Regions from separate parts of the Xenopus tropicalis genome. Here region 2 is linked to region 1. Evidence: chromatin contacts called from public Hi-C data. All regions are on one chromosome and are shown on one strand. The core of a region is the stretch at or near the end of the contact, and the rest is flanking DNA. Distances in the headings are between cores, read along the strand shown.

Region 1 (3,316 bases), core at 293-2,792:
TAGCTTAAATACAGAGCTCAGGAAATGTCAGGCTAAAAGGTAAAGTGAATTAATGGGAAGAATCCAGAATTAGTACAACTGCTATTGAGCAATTGTTATTGGGGGTAGTCTATATGTTCTGTGCTGTTTTATACCATACATTTCAGGTTGTTTGACCTTTTTTATTTGAAACGTTTCTACATGCACTTAGTATTTGTAATGCATTCCTACACACCCCATTTATATAAAGCTACATATAACAAATATATATATAGCTATATAGGTGGCCAGTATTTACATCAGAGATACTGGCAAAGTAGAACATGGATCCCACACCAGGCCGTGAAAACTCGTAGCACCCGTTACATGCCCAAAATGAATATGGGATCTTGCTGGTACAGTGTTCAACACCCATGTAGCTAAGGCTTCAAACACATAGGTGCCAAATATGCATATAATATATTATTATTAACATTTATTTATAAAGCGCCAACATATTCCGCAGCACTGTACAATAACCAATAACCGATACAAGAGGTGAAGAGTGCCCTGCTCAAAAGAGCTTACAATCTACAAAGAGAAATGGTTGAGACACAATTGCATCCAAGGTGCACTTCTTTTGAAAGCTACGTTCCAAAAACATTTTTAATGTGGAGAGATGGCAGAAATATAAATGCAGTCAAAAAATACACCCTAACAAACAAAGATCCCTATCTTGGATCTTGCTAGGCCACCCTTTGTGTGTCAGTGGCACTGCACATGCTCCGTGTGATCTGGGCTGCTGCTGAGAAGCTCAGTTTAGAAGTCAACACCCCTAGCAGAAAGCAAGTTTACATTAGTAGCCACTGTTATGGGGCTGGTTGTTAACCTATTCTGATGCAGGCTGCATTGGTTTATATGTTGCATGTAATGTGAATCTGAATTATTCATGTTCAGCATATCTGCCAGTGATAAGACCCAGAAGCCCCTGTGGCCCCCAATACCTCAAGACACAAGGCTCAGCATATCTAGCCATGTTTGATTCAGTTTGTTCATAGAAAACAAGGAAATAGAGATAACAAATTATTGGGACAGACACTGAAATCCATGTTGAGACCACTCACCCCAGTGACAGCTGGCACCCATGCAGTGGGCAGGTAGCCCTAGGTGGCTAGCAAAGGGGAGATCTTTGTTCCTCTGTGGCCATTATCTAATGGAAAAACAAACACAGTAAAGAAAGCATCTGACAGAAGGGGATTAGGCGAGAGAGGGAGGCTGGAGGCAGAGCAGCACCGGGGCTGTGAGAGCAGATGGCGGGGAAAGTGCTTGGGTTACTGCAGGGCAGGCAGCTTAGCCACAGCCACGTTACTTGCCCAGCGCATCGGAGGCACCAAATAAGTGAGAGCAGAGTAGAAAGCAGCGGGCAAGGTGCCCAAGAGCCTCCCATTGTTCCCAGGACTTGACCCCCCCTGACCTCCTCACGACACAGATGTCTGGTACCTCCATCACCTCCCACCGCCGGCAGCCCCTCCCACCGCCGGTAGCCCCTCCCACCCCGCACCTGGGCAGCTGAGCCGGCCTGTCTGCTGCCAGAGAGCTGCTCGGCTACTGAGGGAGACAGAGAGCGACTGCAGCAGGGCAAAGAGAAATAAACAGAAGGAGAGAGAGAGAGAGGGGAGGGGAAAGCAGCGAGAGGAGGAGGAAAGGGGGGGAGAAGCAAAGAGATCGCAGCCTTATGGTGGAACTCAGCACAGATCGCATCAGGCTCCGTCCTCCTCCATGACAGCCCCACACTCTGCTTCAAAGCGATGTGTCGCCTCTCTGCAGACCACCACCAGCCCTGACTCCTGACACCCCCCCACACACCCACCCAACACCCAGCCTGCTCCTGTCTGCAACACCAGGATCCTGTCAGGGTGCTGGCACAGTTACAGCTCAGCTTGGAGACTGGGTGGGTTTTCTCTGCCTGCCTCCCCCCTACTCCTTTCTATGAGCTGTGGGGCAGCTGGAGTTGCTCACTTAGTTTGGACTTCTCTGGACGTGGATCATCTGGACTTCCCTGCATTCCTCCTCTTCTCCAAGCACTTTGGGAATTTGTTTTTTTATCCAAACTTGCCCTCCTACTTCTCCTCCCTGCGTCTTGCTGCAGAGTCGCTTCTCAGAGGACAGGAACTTTGTATATTTTGCAGCTACAAGCCTGTGGCGAATGGTGGGAATCTCAAGCACCTTCCAGTGTAAGTACCTTCATCCCTTGCCTCTTGCTCAGGTGAAGCGCAATGGGGGGGTCCAGCCAAAGCTCCTCCAGCTGTTGGAAGGTATTGGGTGGGGGGGGGGGTTGGGGTGGCAGCAGCTGGAGGACCAGTAAGGAACCCCACTTTGAAATGGATTTGACTTGCCTTTGAGTTGACTAAGTTTGCTCACAACCATCCTACTTGGCTACCATAAGGAGGAAAGCAGCTCAAGAGCCATAACAAGTGTTTCAAATGCAATAAAAACGAGCACATTGTCGCAGTGGCTGCATTTGTGATAGTATATATGCTTTTCCACCTTCCAGTCTCTGCAAAATGTTATTTTCTGTAATGTTTTAGCTAATGTAGGATTCATATTTTGAGAAGCAAAGTATAAAGTGGCTGTTTTGTTTGGGGGGGGGGGCAGTTATAAATCACCATGTGTTTTCTCTCCATTCGAGATTTTCTGCGATTTATGGGCAGTAGAGTCGTCTGCAGGCAATAGATTGCGAGCTCCTGCGGTTGCTGCTTTCAAAATGGTTGCACTGTAGTGGTTGTGTAATAGTGAGAACTGCACGACTTATTTTTGTGTTGTTGTTGTTGTTGATGCTGAAGAAGTAGCAGGACATGAGATTATGCCAGGGTGCCCAATATGCCAGCCCGTAGCGCTGGGCACCCAGTCAGCCCTACACGCTGCATCTGTGCGCTACTGGTTCGTAGTTACAAAGACAAACTGTCGGTGCAAATCAGCGCTACACAGATACCTACAGAGCAGAGCAGAATATTTCCCAGTGAGCAGAAACTTTCCTCCATTTGTTTTATCTCAGTAAATCCAATAACTGTGTCTGTATTTCTGCACAAACGCAGACAGCGATACTGTCTTTACCGAGTGGGGATTTACTGCCTCTTTTGAGGGTCACTCATATAAAGTTAAAACCAACAAACCAAAGACAATTGAAAATGTTAATAAATGTTAAAAAATGTAATAAAAAAGGTCAAATTCATATGAAATAAATTCCGATCGGAAATGCCTTTTCTATCGCCCAATGAAGCTCTGTTATTTTATTTACTCACGGGCTGAGAAATGTCAGAAAATGTTTATTTTGTGTTTATTTAACAATGTGACATTG
Region 2 (3,316 bases), core at 338-2,837, 40 kb before region 1:
TGGTTATGGGCTACTAGACCTGGGCAAACTGAAAATATTGTAAAAAAGGTGCAATGTTTGGTTAAGCACTTCTGCCTTGCTGCACTGGGGTCCTGGGTTCATTTTCAGCTTTGAGTAGGGGCTACTAAGCACACCGGGGGGGGGGGCTCACAGATTTACGCCATTGTTAGCCACACTTCATAGATAAGCCTTAAGGTCCCCATACACAGGCCGATAGTAGCTGCCGATATCAGTCCCTTGGACTGATTCGGCAGCTTATCGACCCGTGTATGGGCGCTACCCGCGACCCGTGTATGGGCGATATCTGGCCTGAAATCGGCCAGATCTCGATCGGGCAGGTTAGAAAATCTAGTCGGATCGGGGACCACATCAGCTCTTTGATGCTGTCCCCGGACCGACTTTGCCTATGCCCCAGGGCCAAACCAAACAATCGAATTACCCTGGATTCTCCCAATATCGCCGACCCATAGGTGGGGGATATCGGGAAAAGATCTGCCAAGTGAGCGGATCTGCCAGTGGGCACCTTTAGTATCTTATACTATCCTAAATGCATACTGATGGCAAAGAACTCTTGGCCCCATGGTCCCTATCCAGTACCCTAAGGTATGGTTATCCAGAAGACCCCAGGTTACAAGTGTTCCAGATATGCAACTCCCAGCATCCAGCGGCTCAGAAGATTCCTGAAACTGCTGCTACACAATGGCTGGTGGGGGGGGGGGACTACAGTTTGAGCAATTTCTAAACTCTGAAATGAATTTGTAAAACTGGGGTCCCATCTATGTAATGTATCCAAATAAATCCCTTTTTACCTGCACTTTCTTGCACATTATCGCTTTCTGGTGTAAAAAATGTGTAATGTGATTAAAACAATTGACAGTCGTAATCAGTTACTGTCTTGATTGAATTTAAATTGTGCAGATTATCATCCTCTTCTTTCTTCCCCCTTTTTCCCCCCCCCTCTCTTGAAGCCGTGGAGATATGAGATCTACAGACAGGTAATTAACAATCTAAAAGGACAAAAGCAGTTGGAAAGTTAATTATGTGTGATTATCTGACAAAGAAAGGTGATTATGGAGCCGAATGACAAAAGGAAAGTGTTGAATGGAGACAGAAATGCCACACTACAAACTGATAAAACCCGGGCCACCCATGGCTAAATGAGGAGGAGTACAATCTCGTTTGTTGTGTTCTGCGTTGCAGCACTTTGCACAAATTTAGTCTGTATTGTTTTCGGAGATACAATTACACGGCTTTTTATTTCATTTCTTTAATTCCTAGTGCCTAAACAAGCAGTATGAATGCGGTAAGTATTTAGTAAGCCGTGCTGTGCAACAACTTCTAACCAATTCAAAACTTTGTTTTATTTAAAGGGATACCATCGCCAGTAAATGACACCCTTTTTCATAACCACGGTTTTAGGCATCATTTACGAACAAGCTAACAGGGTTGAGGAGACCGCCTCATACGTATGCAAATAAGGCAGAGGGATTCTGGGAACAAATTCCTTAAGGCATCATTTACAAATGCACAAACTCAAGTGCTAGGGAGTACATATTGATTCACTCCAGAATGCCTGGGGGGGGGGGGAGCCAGGAACTGGGGAATGGCAGGGCCAGGACAGGGCAAGGAAGGTGGGAATCAGAGCAGTGTGTTTGGAATTATGGGGGTTGTAGTTTGTTGGGTTGCCTGTCAGGAAGGGTGGAGACATGAGGGGTTAAAGAAGGAAGGAAGTAAAGGGGAAGCGTTTTCTTTTACCTTGAATAGTTAGAGAGCAAAGGGTTAGCCGAGTTGGGGGTGTTACTAATATGAAGTCGCATTTTGCAATTTTTTCACGGTTTCACAAATTTTTTGGCGAAGCGAAACAGGACAGATTTGCTTTTCACTAATAGTGGTATGAAGTGTAGGGCATAACAAGAGATAGGCCAGGAGCCAAAGTGATGGAATGGCCCTGGCGGAAGAAGCGTGAGTTATAGAGGAAACCTCACCTAGGAGGTACAACAGACGGGACCCTCACTCTTAGTTAAAATGGTTTGCTGCCTTCAGTGTCTGTCAAAGCTTACAAGGAAGTTAATTATATTAATTATATTATATAAACGTAATTGTTACTGAACAAAAGTGTTTTGTTTAGTATAGTATAGTATCTTAATAAAGGGGGAGGAGCTTGTGGTTGTTGGGAGGGGCCTGTCAAATTAATGCTGCTCCTGTCATGCTCACTATGCCAATAAGTCCATGAATAGCGTGCAACTGTACCCACTGATGCCGCGGAACCTCGGACCTACGGTCACACTGGTAGCCCCAGGGTCCCCTAAGCAGGTTGCCTAATTATGTGCACCAGATTTGTGGCCTGATGCTAACGGCGTTTAAAATGCACACTTTGGCAATGACACAACCCCCACTCTGAAAATGCTAGATTTGCATCAAAACACAAGCACAATTGTGTCTGTTTTGACATATCGGCGCCATTGTGGCAGAAGCAACTCCGAGCACAGCTGCATCTTACTGAAATTATGGAAAGAAATGCAGCTTCCAAAATTGCACTGTGAACAATGCGCTTGTTGATAAATTAGCCCTTTTGATTTGTATTCATGTTTTAAACATTAACATTATTTTCTGTCATACTTTTTTCAGGCTAAAAATATGTCCCTTATACATTAGGAACATATTGGTGTAATAGCCATTCATTCACATTAAGGGCCATCAGATTGATATTTTACCAGCTTGGGTGGAAAAAATAATGCTTGAGATATTGTTATTAATAGGGAAGCAAGATAATAATACAGTGGCCACTCTAGTCACAATCACAAGTGACCTGAAACATGTCTTTGGCATCTCAATAAAACAACTTAGACCAAGGTATAATGTGGCCCTCCAGTGTGTTGCTTTATAGGCAGGCCTGCACTGGCAATGTGGCAATTGGTTTCTGGCAAATGCCAGAGGGGCTGCTGTAAGATGCTATAGAAAGTCACTATTTATTGGGCCTGTGGGGGGCTGTTTGGGCCTCTGTGTACCTGATAGATTTAATTTGAATCTCAGTCTGTACCTGTTTGATGGCCTTTATAGACCGGACAGGCTAAGACGGTTTCTGTGCAAACTGCAGCTGCTATTTAAGAGTAAAGGCTTCCAGACCAAGTTGGCAGTTTATTGGCCCAAGTATGGTGCCAAGTATGGTGCCATCCTGAATGACTAATATCTGGCCCTAGTAAAAGAGTCTACTGTTGGCCAAACATTAGGATAAAAAGATCCACTTGTTTGGTGGCCTTGCCAAGCGAGTTAATCTTATAATCTATGGCCAGCTTTAGACTCTTTTACTAGTACT

Evidence for each region. A called contact is a pair of places that touch in the nucleus more often than the background predicts.
Region 2: a contact with region 1 is called in a Hi-C map of gastrula embryo, with 1.6 times the contacts expected there. The contact joins the enhancer-like site here to the promoter of runx1t1 in region 1. A contact is called at or near these places in 2 of 5 Hi-C or Micro-C datasets (gastrula embryo and neurula embryo).

The regions. Positions count from the first base shown.
Region 1 is chr6:127,087,873-127,091,188 of UCB_Xtro_10.0, reverse strand. runx1t1 (protein CBFA2T1) reads left to right here and starts at 1,542. Exons shown (of 11, transcript XM_002934415.5): 1 at 1,542-2,192. The coding sequence starts at 2,165.
Region 2 is chr6:127,127,757-127,131,072 of UCB_Xtro_10.0, reverse strand. No RefSeq gene overlaps it. Among named protein-coding and RNA genes, the nearest start is that of runx1t1, 40 kb to the right of the region's middle. Within about 2 kb of position 1,587, at least 3 of the 11 cell types and tissues checked have an H3K27ac peak or open chromatin away from gene starts, as enhancers often do. A contact at or near this core is called in gastrula embryo, where this site is marked.